Regions from separate parts of the Mus musculus genome. Here region 1 is linked to region 2. The links are chromatin contacts, called in public Hi-C maps. All regions are on one chromosome and are shown on one strand. Each heading gives the region's core, a stretch centred on a gene start, on an enhancer-like site or on the middle of the called end of the contact. The rest is flanking DNA. Distances are from core to core; before and after follow the strand shown. Region 1 overlaps Usp34 (ubiquitin specific peptidase 34). Region 2 holds the start of Usp34 (ubiquitin specific peptidase 34).

Region 1 (6,187 bases), core at 2,141-4,640, 51 kb before region 2:
TTGGTACCCAATACTAAAAATAATGGCTATAATATAGACAATTAAAACCAAGAACAGAGGCTAAAGAAATGGCTCAGCAGCTAAGAGCACCTGGCTGCACCTCCAGAGTCCAGAACTTAATTGTCAGCACCCATATGGCAGTGTATCTCCAGTCCCATGGGAATCCAAACCCCTCTTTTGGCCTCTGGTAGACATTGCACACATGTAGTGCACAGACATACATTTAGGCAAAACATGCATACACATAAAATATTACATAAAATGTTTAAAAAACTGATTTGAGAAAACAACACCAACAAAAATGTAACAAGCAAAATGCTTTCAGGTAGATTATATTCCAAAATGCTTTCAGGTAGATTATATTCTGATTATCAGAGTATTACAGATAGTCAACAATTTCTAAAGAACATACTAGAAATTCTTATCAAAATAATTCAAGACTAAACCAAATGATAGAAAAAAATCTGTTTAATAAAAAGTAGAAATCTTAAATATACAACAAAAATGTAATATTAACCATGTAATAAATGTAATGGGGAGGGGAGGGGAGGGGAGAGGAGAATTCGACTTTCAAAAGGCTTACCATCATTAGAGCATCTGGACAAAGACTTTTCAACACCTCTACTATAAAACCTTTCTTTTCTTTTTTTTTTTAAAGATTTATTTATTATATTTATACAAGTACACTGTAGCTGTCTTCAGACACACCAGAAGAGGGCATCAGATCCCATTACAGATGGTTGTGAGCCACCATGTGGTTGCTGGGATTTGAACTCAGGACCTTTGGAAGAGCAGTCAGTGCTCTTAACTGCTGAGCCATCTCTCCAGCCCCTATAAAACCTTTCAAAAGCACATGGGTGGCACACACCCTTAATCCCAACACTTGAGAGGCAAAGGGAGATGAACTTGTGATTTCCAGACCAGCCTGGTCTACAGATCAAGTTCCAGGCCAGCCAGGGCTACATCATAAACCTGTTCCTCCTCCTCACACACATGGGGGCCTTTAAGAGCTATACCTATCTGTTGAGAGCTTTTGGTGACATGGGAATCTGGCATTTGTCACTGGGCTCACACAGATAAGAATGTCAGAAACAGAGACCATGGGGCTTTGTTTCCTGCTTTGCTGAGTTACTGCCTATGTGATCTCTTTGCTTGCTACTTTGCTTATTACCTCGTGGAGTCCTTTGGCTTATTACTTTCTTGTGTGATCTCCTTGTTCACTACTTCACTTGATTACTTTTTGATCTAAGAACTGACCATGTTTTTAGATGTACCTGGAATGATATAAAGCAGGCTGGAGAGGCAGAAAGCTGCTTCAGCCTCAGTGTGGGTGGAGTCATGTGATCATTTTGTCTGTCTTTCTTTTTCAATCCTCACCTCTTTTAGTAAACACACACACACACACACACACACACACACACACACCCCTTCCAGAGACCAAGCCTGAGAACCTGAGTTCAATCCTCAATACCTACACAGTGTAAGGAGAGAACTGATTTCTGCAATTTGTTCTCTGACCTCCATACATATGTCCTCCCCAACAGTCAAACAAAAGGGATTAAAAAATAAATCCTTCAAGAATACAGTGTTTGAACAAAGATCACCAGTAGGAAAATTACATAACAAAAAGTTAAAAAGATCAAAATTACAATAGCTGAAATGGAAAAATACACTTTTATTGGGGTACTTCCCAAAACACACTATGGCAGTTTAGAGATAGGTATGAGCTACAAGAAAAAATTCCAGGGCTGGAGAGATGGCTCAGTGGGTTAAGAACACTTATGACTCTTGCAAAGGATCCAGTCAATAGAGCACACATAGACAACCCAAGCATGAAAACCTGAGTTCAGATCCCAAGCATCCATATAAAAAAACAGACATAGTAGTGCGAGTACACCAGTAATCCTAAAATCAGCGAAAAGATATGAGAACCCCCAGGGATTGCTGGCCAGGTTAGTATACCTGATTAAGTGAGCTCTAGATTAAATTAAAAAACCATGCATCAAAAAAGGAAGAAGGGAGGGCGGGAGGATGGATGGACAGGTCACAGGTAGAGTGTGAGAAAAAAATACACCTCATACAGCCTTCAGGCCTTCATGTGAATATCCTTCTGCATATAACTACAGGTAAATGAACACATATATACATGAATATCCTTCTGCATATAACTACAGGTAAATGAACACATATATACATGAATATCCTTCTGCATATAACTATAGGTAAATGAACACATATACACATGAATATCCTTCTGCATATAACTACAGGTAAATGAACACATATACACATGAATATCCTTCTGCATATAACTACAGGTAAATGAACACATATACACATGAATACACCACAGATTCAGAATTAAAAGAAAACCAAAAAATCCGAAATAACTTCTCCACAAAGCAAATACATAAAAAAACCAAGGCAAAGTGAGTCCCTTCTCCTGAAATTAATAAGGATACATTAATAACCACCAAATGGGGATGAATTGGTTGAAAGCTTATACAAAAGAAGTCAAAATAATTTAAATTATGAGCTGGAGGAATGACTCAGTGGTTAAGACCACCAGCTGCTCTTCCAGAGAGTTTGACTCCTGCCAACCACATGGTAGCTCACAACCTTCTGTAATTCTAGTTCCAGGGGATCCTACAGTCCTTTCTGGCCTCTATGAGAAGCAGGCATGCAAATGGTACATAGAGGCAAAATATCTACACACAGAAAACAAAACAAAGTAAATAAAATTCAAAGGCTGAGAGGCAACCCACCTTGAGCAGGCCACAACCTATTCTCAGGTCCATCTAACTTTCTGCCTGAGCATGGCTCTCTCTTAGCCTAGGCTTAAAGTTTGCATTAACTGGAATAATTAACTCCAAATCTATTTCAGAGAAACAAAAACAGTGTGTTCAAAGAAGACAAGATCACAACACTTCTCCAAAATCTACCAGTCCCATCCCCAATAGCCTAAAATAATGGTTGCTTAGACAAAATTCCAAAGAATTAAAAGAATAAGTGATAAATGAAAGAAATGAAAAAGCATAAACTTCTGTATAGCTTTCAAAATAGCACACACTGAAATGGAATAAAGAAGCCAATACAGAATATAAAAATGAAGTTCAATAAAAGAGATACAAATATTGAGAAAGAAACTAAATGATGCTAAAAACAAAATTCACTAATGAAAACAAAAGTCACTAGAAAGCCTCATAGTCAAAATGGACAAAGAGAGAGGACAGGCAATCAGGCTTAAGGGAGAAGCTGGAGTAAGAGCTGAATTTGAGTTAAAAAAAAAAAAAAAAAAAAAGGCTTTTAAAACTATGAATAGTAAATACAAAAAAAAACCAAATCTATTAATATAGAACATAGAAGGAAAGGGGAAGGAACGGTACTGTAATGTCTGGGATTAAACTAAAAAAGGAAGTTAAGGGCTGGTGAGATGGCTCAGTGGGTAAGAGCACCCGACTGCTCTTCTGAAGGTCCGAAGTTCAAATCCCAGCAACCACATGGTGGCTCACAACCATCTGTAACGAGATCTGGCGCCCTCTTCTGGAGTGTCTGAAGACAGCAAAAGTGTACTTAACATACAATAAATAAATAAAAAGTTTTTTAAAAAAAAAGGAAGTTAAACTAAAAAAAGAATATAAAAGATAGAAAATATTTTCAATATAAACAAATGAAACATTCCCAAACATTAGATGTTAGAAAAGGTCCATTCATGTACAAGAGACATACAGAGCAGCAGAAAATACACAGGACCAGAAACAAACAAGACAAAATGAAAACTCCACATCATATACTCAAAACACTAAATATAAAGAATTTTTTTAAAAAATGGAGAGTTACAAGACACATACAAATGCAGCCCTATCACAGTAACAGAAATCTTAAAATTCAGACAGGCACAGAAATACAAATTCAGGTTCCAAATGACCACAATCACCAACTCAGGCTACTATACCTAGCAAAATTGTCATAATTGATGTGGGAAGAAAAATATTCCAGGATAAAAGCAATCAAAATCAAAAAATATTTATGACCTAAGAAACCCCAAAGAAACAGATACAGGAGACACTGGGTTTGGATATGACTCACTCATACACACACACACACACACACACACACACAATCAAAGGGTGGGCCACTAAGATGGATTCAGTGGGTAAAGACATCCTCCACTAAGTGGAATCTCAGTAGGTGGTAAGAACCAACTCGCACAAGCTGTCCTTTGACTTCATGTGTGTGCCATGCCATATGAGCCCTCTCTCTCAAATAAATGTTTAAAAAGAATAATCAAACAAGGCAACTAATAAACATCAAAGAATATAAACAGATAGTCACAGAAAATAAAAACTATCAACCTCATTCATAATACAATAAATGCAAAATAAAATACTAATGTCTTCTCATCCATCAAATTTGCAAAAAAAATAAAAATAAAAATGAAGCTTAATGACAATACAAAAAGTAAGGAAAAAGTGGCACTGACCTATTAGTACTCCCAAGAAAAGCATCTATCTACTTTAGTGTATTACTTCTACTTCAGTAGGTATTGGTCCTATACAGAAGTTTTGTACAAGTCAGGAATAACCATCAGATACTATCTTATTCTAATTTATAACAGAATGACTAGGAGAAAATATGTCCGTAAATGGGAATTCATTAATTATTTTCCACCTAAATAATGACACATCACAGTCTTAAAAAGAGTATTAACTGGCTAGAGAGATGGCTCCCTGATTAATAGCACATACTCTTCTTGAGGAGTGCCTAGGTTCAGCACCCAGCACCAACACAGAAGCTCACAACTGCCTATAACTCTGGTTCCAGGAGATCTGACAATATTCCATATAAATTAAAAATAAATCTCTTGAAAAATATACAATGACAGAATAGACAGACAGAGACAGACAAGAGAGACAGGCTGACTAAACAGATTCTTGGTTTTAAGCTGTTAGCATATGCCTATAATCCCAGCATACATACACACACACACACACACACACACACACAGAGCCAGAGAGAGAGAGAGAGCAAGCAATGTGTACATATGTCCGACAGCACTAAGGATAAGAAAAGCTGTCTCAGACACTAAGGTGCATGGAAAGTGCCAAATCCATTTGGTATTCACCGGGATTTAGGGCCAATACCATGTAGAAACTAAGGGAATGACTCTTGGGTCTTTGGTTTTTGTTCTGCTTTTGTTTTTTTATGGGTGTGTGTGTGTATGTGTGTGTATGTGTGTGTATGTGTGTGTGTCTGTGTTTCTGTTTAGGAGATGCCACCTATGTGTGAGTGCTTTCAGAAGCCAGAATAGGTGTCAGATTCTCTGAAACACAGCTTACAAACATTTGTGAGTTAGCTGATGTGTAGGTTTGGGAACCAACACATCAGTCCCCCAGTAGCAAGTGTTCCTAACCTCTGAGCCATCTCTCCAGCCATATGTAACATACATTTTTTTGTTTTTTTTGTTTTTTTTGTTTTTCCGAGACAGGGCTTCTCTGTGTAGCCCTGGCTGGTTTGGAACTCATTCTGTAGACCAGGCTGGCCTCGAACTCAGAAATCTGCCTGCCTCTGCCTCCCAAGTGCTGGGATTACAGACATGCGCCACGACTGTGCGGCTTGAGCCTTCAGTTCTAATGATTCTAATATCCTATATTCTATCAATAACATAAGAACACACAGACTCAACTGAAACCTCAGAGTTCCTGCCATATCTTCCCCATATCTTGGTCTCCTTTTATAAAATAGTAGCATTTGAAGCATTACAAACAAAACATTAAATAAGAAATGTTAGTGTTACCTGTGCTGCAGCCCAAATGCAGTCAATATGCTGAGTACTCAGTCGTCCCTCTGCTGCCAAGAAATTCAAAATCACTTGGCACTGTTTAATAATCTACAAGAGGAAAATTTGGTATAGTTACTTTTTAAAGCCTCTCTATATAATTAAGAAAAAGAAACAATTGTCTACAAACCTCAATATGTAAATTTGGTCCAAATATATGTTCTACTACATTGTTGCTAATAAGCCAGTCTGCAAGTTCTTTTGCAATGGACCTAGAACCAAATGATTGAAAAAATATTATTTAAAGCCTTTTCCCATAAAGACACCAGAAAAACTTCCATATAGTACAAATTTTAAAAAAAAAGTACAATACTACAAATCATAACTACACTGAAATGTAACATCATA
Region 2 (6,733 bases), core at 2,641-5,140:
TTAATAAAAAAAAGATTTTAATAAAAGTCAGTGCTCTTAACCACCTCTCCGGCATCAAGGAACAGGGTTTCTCTGTATAGCCCTGGCTGGCCAGAAACTCACTCTGCAGACCAGGCTGGCCTCAAACTCAGAAATCTGCCTGCCTCTGCCTTCCAAGTGCTGGGATTAAAGGCGTTCACCACCACTGCCCAGCCCCCAGGAAGTTTTAATTTAAGATTTGACAAGTTTAAAAAGTCCATAATCAAGCCGGGTGTGGAATATTACAAGTTCCAGGTCAGCCTAAAGAGCAAGATACTGTCATCCCCACAAACTAGCCTTCTCCACCTATAAAAGCCACAGTAGTTCATGAAAAGTAGGGCCAACTCTTGAGAGCCTGAGGCAAGAAAACCAGGAAGGAGTTCCCTTAAGCTGTCAAAAAACAGATGGTGGTAGATACCCAATAGTTTAGTCCTTATTTTAGGATCCCTAGCCTGGTTCTAGACTTTAATATGCCTTTCACCTGTAGGTCAATTCAGGGCATAGCTATATAATGAATGTGTCCATTGTGAGAATTTACAGCGTGGGAACCTCTACAGAACTACAGGTACAACTGATAACATTAATACTATAGCTAAACGCTGATGACAATGTAAACTGTTTAGAAACTATTACTCATCTTTTTTTCTTGTTAGATATATTGCATTCTGACAGATTTGTTTGCCTGGTTTTAAGACAAGGTTTCACTGTGACCTATCTGACCTCAAACTCAGGATCTCACCTCAGCCTTCCAAACACAGACATGTATGGCCACAATGTTCTGCTCTCTGCCAATTTTGCTGTTTTTACCACTAATTGTGTACGTCTGTGTACTATGTTCACATACCCTTAAGGTCAGAAGAGTCTGTCTAAACCTCTGATGCCCTCAAGCTGTGAGCTACCCTACCTCTTCCAATCTCAAGTTCTCTTTTCCTTAATAAATTTGCATTTGAGCCCCTTAATAATAAATAAATTGCCACTACACACCTTTAAGAGCAGCACTCAAGAGACAGAGGCAGGTGTATCTCTATGAACTGAGCCAGTCTGGTCTACACAGTGAGTCCCTGGAGTCAGGGGCAGAGAGAGAAAGACCCTGTCTCAAAAAACAAACAGGAAAAAAAAAAAAAAAACGCAAATGGTTTGAGGAATTGATTTCTGAACTTTGAATCCTGGTTGAATAGTCATCTTTGCACAAGCAACGGGGAAGAAAAAGATAGCCAATACATAATTAGCAAATGAAATTACAAGAAGACATATAACACACTTCAATTTTAAAGCTGATTTTCTAGAACTCTAAGGGATCTGATGCTCCTTCTGACTCTGAGGGCACACGGGCATGCATCTGGTACACTTATACATATAAAATTAAATTTAAAAATCTAAAATTTAAAAAAAAAAATCCCTGATTTTCTTTGTTGTTTTTGTTGGGGGGGGGCATTCCTGGGGGCTGAAGTGCTGGCTTCACCCACACTAGGCAAACACTACCACTGAGCTGTATGCCAAGCACTCTTACTTTTTATTTTGAGACAAACTCATCTTGTAGCCCAGAAAGATCCTTGACCTTGTGGTAGCCCTGCCTCAGCTTCCTGAGTAGCTGGGATTACAAACAAGCCTGTACTAGCAGGCCAGGCTAATTCAACGAGTTTTAGTCCCAGTTCAACCACCATGTTCATCCTGAAGCTCCATCCATCTTGCACACTGGCAAACATTAATTACCACAGTGAAGTAGAATCTGTCCTGTCCTCAAGAACTCAGTATCATACTTGGGGTGGCGGGGGGGGGGGGGGGGGGACCGCAGTGAAAATACAGTTTTGAAACAACATCTCACTACATATGAAAGCATTTAAGACAACTACGGTGGTTTAAAAATATATATATCTCCTGAGATGATTGAAGGCTGATTTTCCAATGAGCCTTAAAGAAAACACTAAGCATATAAGTAAGTACCTTTGGGAAACACTGACTGACACAATTTCAAGACAATCATAACACCTTTTTATTACTAACTTACATGCATGTGTGTGAGAATGTGGGGACCCTGGAGTAAACCCACTCCCCTGAGAGATGTCACCAGCCCTTAAAAAGAGTATCTATCTATACCATGCAAAGGTCATCTCTTCTCAAGTAAATTTTCTTTAGATACTATGTTTACAACATTCCTAGTTAGGCTTAAAATGTTTTAAATCACACCCTAAGGGGGCTGGAGAGATGGCTCAGTGTAGTTAAGAGCACTTGCTGCTCTTCCAGAGGACCTGGGTTCAGTTCTCAGCACCTACATGGGGCAGCTCACATCTGGGGCAGCTCACATCTGCTGCAACTCCAGCTCCAGGGGACCTGATGCTTACTTGGGCAGCTGCACTCACAGGAATATATCTGTAAACAGACACACACATACCTACAGAATCTTTAAATCACTTCTCCCAAACTATTTTTCCTAAAGTATACTAAACAATTAAGTACTTTCAAGTTGGAGAACAGAGAGTCACAATCATCAATGTATTTCTAAGATACAAAATGTTTTACTGAAATAAGTACTAAGGAACTATGTTTACCATATCACTTCTACCAAGAATGAAATTTATGTCAAAATAGGAATAACCTTATAAAATACTAGGAAAATGTAGGATGACACAGATATGGGAAAATGTAGTTTGAATATATACAAAACACCTACTTTAATCTGTCAGGAACTAAATACATAGCTGAAAATAAATTATAAACCTTTTAGCCATTAAAGTGAAACTCAAGCACATAATAAAGTAAAAATTAAGCAACCAAAAGGGAATTACAATCTACAAATAGACTTTTTAAATGAATGAATTAAAAGGAATAAGTAGTTTCGAAATCTGTCAAAATATCACACTGAATATAAATTCCAATACCTCAAATGAATATTTGTCACAAATCAAGTTTGTGTAAATTATCTTTTCATCTAAACCACCTCTGGGCCCACAAGTGGCTGACGTGCAATATTCCCTGTTTCTTAAGCAGAAATGCAATCTTGCAAGGCCAAAAATAAAATATGTAATACAATAATAAAGAATAAGGAGTAAGGCCTCTCATTTTCAGAGACAGACCATGACTAACTCGGGGTGGTTGTCGTTGGTAGAGATCTCCTTATAATAGACTTTACTACTTAAACGACGAATGGTACTAAAGAAATACTATCACCTTTATTTTTAATTAAGGTAAGACGGTTCCAATCATCACTATTGCAGTTCAATTTCTGCTATTTAAGGGCTGGCAGATGGATTGAATACACCCACACACCCTCAAGGGATGGAAAAATCACCACCCTTCTCCCACGGACTTTAACGAAAATTAGCAGGTAAGCGAGGCCTCCCCAGCACGCTGGAAATCAAAGAGGGCGGCCCTGAGGCTCGGACTGCAGAGCAAAGCCTAGTCCTCCGACCCCACCTCCCCACACCTTCCTCGAAGGGGGAAAGGGGCGGAAGGGCTCATTAGTGCCTTCATTAATTGACACCTGTAATGAGGAAACTTTCCGAGACCGCCCAAGCCGGACCCGGCCGGGGCTGCGCCGCGGCCTCTCGGGCGCCCAGGTAACCCGGCGGCCTGGGCCCGAGGCGCCGCGACGGCCGCCGCCACCACGCACCTTCCCGGGCACACAGGCCCGTACGCCGGGCCGGCCCGGTCGCCGCAGCCCGCAGGCCGGGAAGGCAGGCAAGGCGGGAGAGCACAGCCCAGGGACCCCCAAACCGTGCACCCCGACGGGTCCCCTACCCGGCGACTTACTTTCATTTAACACCTCCACCAGGTCTGCGCAGTTCTCGCACATCGTTCGGCCGCCGCCCCCCCCTCCCCCGCTTAGGATCGCGCTGACTGATCCCGACCGGCGGGGGGGAGGGGACGGAGGCAGGGGAGGGGGCCGGCCTGCCGGCGGGGCGGGGAAGCGACGAGGGCGGGCGGCGGCGGCGAGGACGGGGCGGGGAGCCGCGGGTGGGGGAGGGGGCCGGCGGGCCCGGGAGCGGGAGCGGGCGGGGGCGAGGAGGGGGGCGAGGGGAGCGCAGGCCTCAGGGGCGCCTAGGCGCCGGCGGCGGGGGAAGGGGGAAGGACGGGGGAGGGGAGAGGGAGGGGTGGGTGGGGAGAGAAGCAGCAGAGTCACTTCACCACCGACCAGACGCCGCGGCCACCGCCGCCGCCGCCGCCATTTTAATGGAGCGCTCGGGCTGCGCTCGGCTCTTTCCGCCCAGGCGAAGGAGCCGAAGAGAGGCGCCTCGCGCACTCATTCCTCCGCCCTCCTCGCTGCCCCCGCCCTCCGCCTCTCTCCGCACACACGCCGCACGCCCTGCCGGAGCCGCTGGCCGCCCTCCCTTTCCTCTTCCGTCCGGCCTCCCCGCCCTCGGTCCACCCCCTGTGCGCGCTCGCCCTCCCCGCCCAGCCGGATCTCTGTCAGCGGCCGGAAGGGGAGCGCGCCGCCCGCCGCCGCGGGGGGAGGCGGGTGAGTGGAAGATGGCGGAGGCTGCGGGCGGGTCGCGGGTACGCGGCCTCTCCCGCCCCTACGGGCTCCGCGCTCCGGGAGACTCGGCCGGAGCCGCGACGGATGGCCCGCCCCGTCCCCTGCCGCGGCGCGGCGCCTCCTGATCTCCCGCACCCCCGAGGGGAAGCGGTGAAGTTTGCCTGTCCTTCGGGTACTTTGAGGGTGGAGACGGCCGCGGGTCAGCAGATGCTGGCAACGCCGCGGCTCGCTCCCCACCTGGCTTCGGGAGAATGGAACAGCCCAGGGCGCGTCTTAACCTGAATCCCTGTTTATCTCAGCCGTGCGGTTCTGTGAGGCTCATGGATCCTCAGCAGTGAAACACCTTGACAGGACTAGAAATGGCGCGGTTGAGAAACCGTGACACCTCGTTTTTACGCACGAGGTCTTACAACGTGTGTGTCTACCCATTCATTCTTCATCGGAAACGCTCTATTAGGCTTTTTCATCAGAGAGAGACAGCGAGAGCTAGTACCGTGAGGAACGAAGCCTGGCGTGATGGTTTACGACAGTACTTCCTAAATGCAGGCAGGAGGGTTGCTCCGAGTTCGAAGGCAGCCTGAGCGACTTTTATAACCCCATTTGCCCAGTGCCAAAAGAAATGGAGCCAGGAGTGGAAAACAAGTGAAAGGGACACCCAACTTAAGTTTGGTATTGCATTAAGAACTAGAAGCTCGGGCTGGTGAGATGGCTCAGTGGGTAAGAGCACCCGACTGCTCTTTCGAAGGTCCGAAGTTCAAATCCCAGCAACCACATGGTGGCTCACAACCACCCGTAATGAGATCTGATGCCCTCTTCTGGTGCGTCTGAAGACAGCTACAGTGTACTTACATATATAATAAATAAATAAATCTTAAAAAAAAAAAAAAAAAAAAAAAAGAACTAGAAGCTCAGAAAGATGGCTCAGCAATAAGAGCACTTGAAACTCTTGCGGAGGATCCAGATTCAATTCCCAGCACCCACATGGTGCTCATAACCATCTATATCCTGTTCCAGGGCATTCGAATCCCTCTTCAGACTTCTGCGGTCACCGTCCACACTCCTAGCACACACACACACATACATACATACATACATACATACATACATACATTAAGGCAAAAAAAAAAAGAGTAATTTTTTAAACAATTTTTACAGGACAACTTAGTGTTAGTTTTTACCTTCACTAATTTCTGTTTCTAAGATACTTCCACAGGGATATGACAACAAAGTCTGAAAGGTCATGTGCATGACCCCAAACCAAAACTTGAGCACATGTTAATGAGGGCCCCGGTATTAATCTTCTACGATGTCTTGTCAAGGTGTGTCACACTTTTTCTGTGCACTAGAACTGCTTCTAACTTCATGCTGTTTTTGCACGGCGCTATAAAGTTTCACTCCAACCTATTCCTGTTATTTCCTATGAGCTTTGTGAGTTGTGTAGCTGTTTTCCCTTCATCCTTCTCCCATCCTCTCCCCACTTAGAGTCTTCCTATCAATGATTATTGACTCAGCAGACATCACCTTCAGGCTAACCTTTGTCAGCCCTCTTAACAATCTTTTTTTTTTTCTCCCAGTACATCCCAGGTTTTTTGAAATGCCATCAATGAACCTTGATTTGAAAAAGACCCACTATCTAAGAAATATTTTTAAGTTGTTTTAAACTAAGTCTTGGTAACCTGGTATTTCTAGGGTTGTTCTATGCCTGAAACATAATTTAAATATGGAAATTAATTGAAAATATAAAGGCTTTTTTTTAGTATTGGTGTAGTACTTTTTTGAGATGCACTTTTGCTTTGTTAGCCCATGCTGACATAGAATTCAAATTCCTCATGCTTCTGCCTTCTAGGGACTGGAATTACAAGCAGGTGTCACTATATACAGCTATACTTTACCCACAAACCCCTGAACATTGAAGTTACAAATAGGATAAAAGCTAACCTTAAAATTGATATACAGGGTAATAAAATCTGGGCCACTAACTAGGCAGAGGTGGTACACACTTTAATCCTAGCACTCAGGAGCCAGAGGTAGACAGATTTCTAAGCTCAAGGACAGCCTGGTCTAGAGAATGAGTTCCAGAACAACCCGGCTACATGAGGAAATCCTATCTTGGAAATAAATAAATAAGTAAATCTGTGTCTCTTCTGCTTTGTTTGACCAAGTGTCTAACCTTAGACTGCTTATGTGAAAAAAATAAAACTTTCTGACCAGTCTGGTAGCACATGCTTATGTGACACAAAT

The links. Hi-C and Micro-C count contacts between places; a contact is called where the count stands out from the background.
Region 1: a contact with region 2 is called in a Hi-C map of bone marrow-derived macrophages, with 2.3 times the contacts expected there. The contact joins the enhancer-like site here to the promoter of Usp34 in region 2. A contact is called at or near these places in 3 of 39 promoter capture datasets (3T3-L1-derived adipocytes, the HPC-7 cell line and embryonic stem cells), 2 of 15 datasets of contacts at CTCF or cohesin (CD8 T cells and the NIH/3T3 cell line), 14 of 484 Hi-C or Micro-C datasets (the AML12 cell line, CD4 T cells, DN3 thymocytes and 9 more), 14 of 115 datasets of contacts at active chromatin or transcription factors (the 230-238 cell line, CD8 T cells, the HPC-7 cell line and 9 more) and 3 of 9 other capture datasets (adipose tissue, embryonic stem cells and pancreatic islet).

What each region holds. Positions count from the first base shown.
Region 1 is chr11:23,354,709-23,360,895 of GRCm38.p6, reverse strand. It overlaps Usp34 (ubiquitin specific peptidase 34), which reads right to left. Exons shown (of 80, transcript NM_001190401.2): 9 at 5,970-6,051; 10 at 5,798-5,890. Among named protein-coding and RNA genes, the nearest start is that of Usp34, 51 kb to the right of the region's middle. Within about 2 kb of position 3,390, at least 3 of the 459 cell types and tissues checked have an H3K27ac peak or open chromatin away from gene starts, as enhancers often do. A contact at or near this core is called in bone marrow-derived macrophages, where this site is marked.
Region 2 is chr11:23,304,052-23,310,784 of GRCm38.p6, reverse strand. Usp34 (ubiquitin specific peptidase 34) reads right to left here and starts at 3,890. Exons shown (of 80, transcript NM_001190401.2): 1 at 3,769-3,890. The coding sequence starts at 3,811.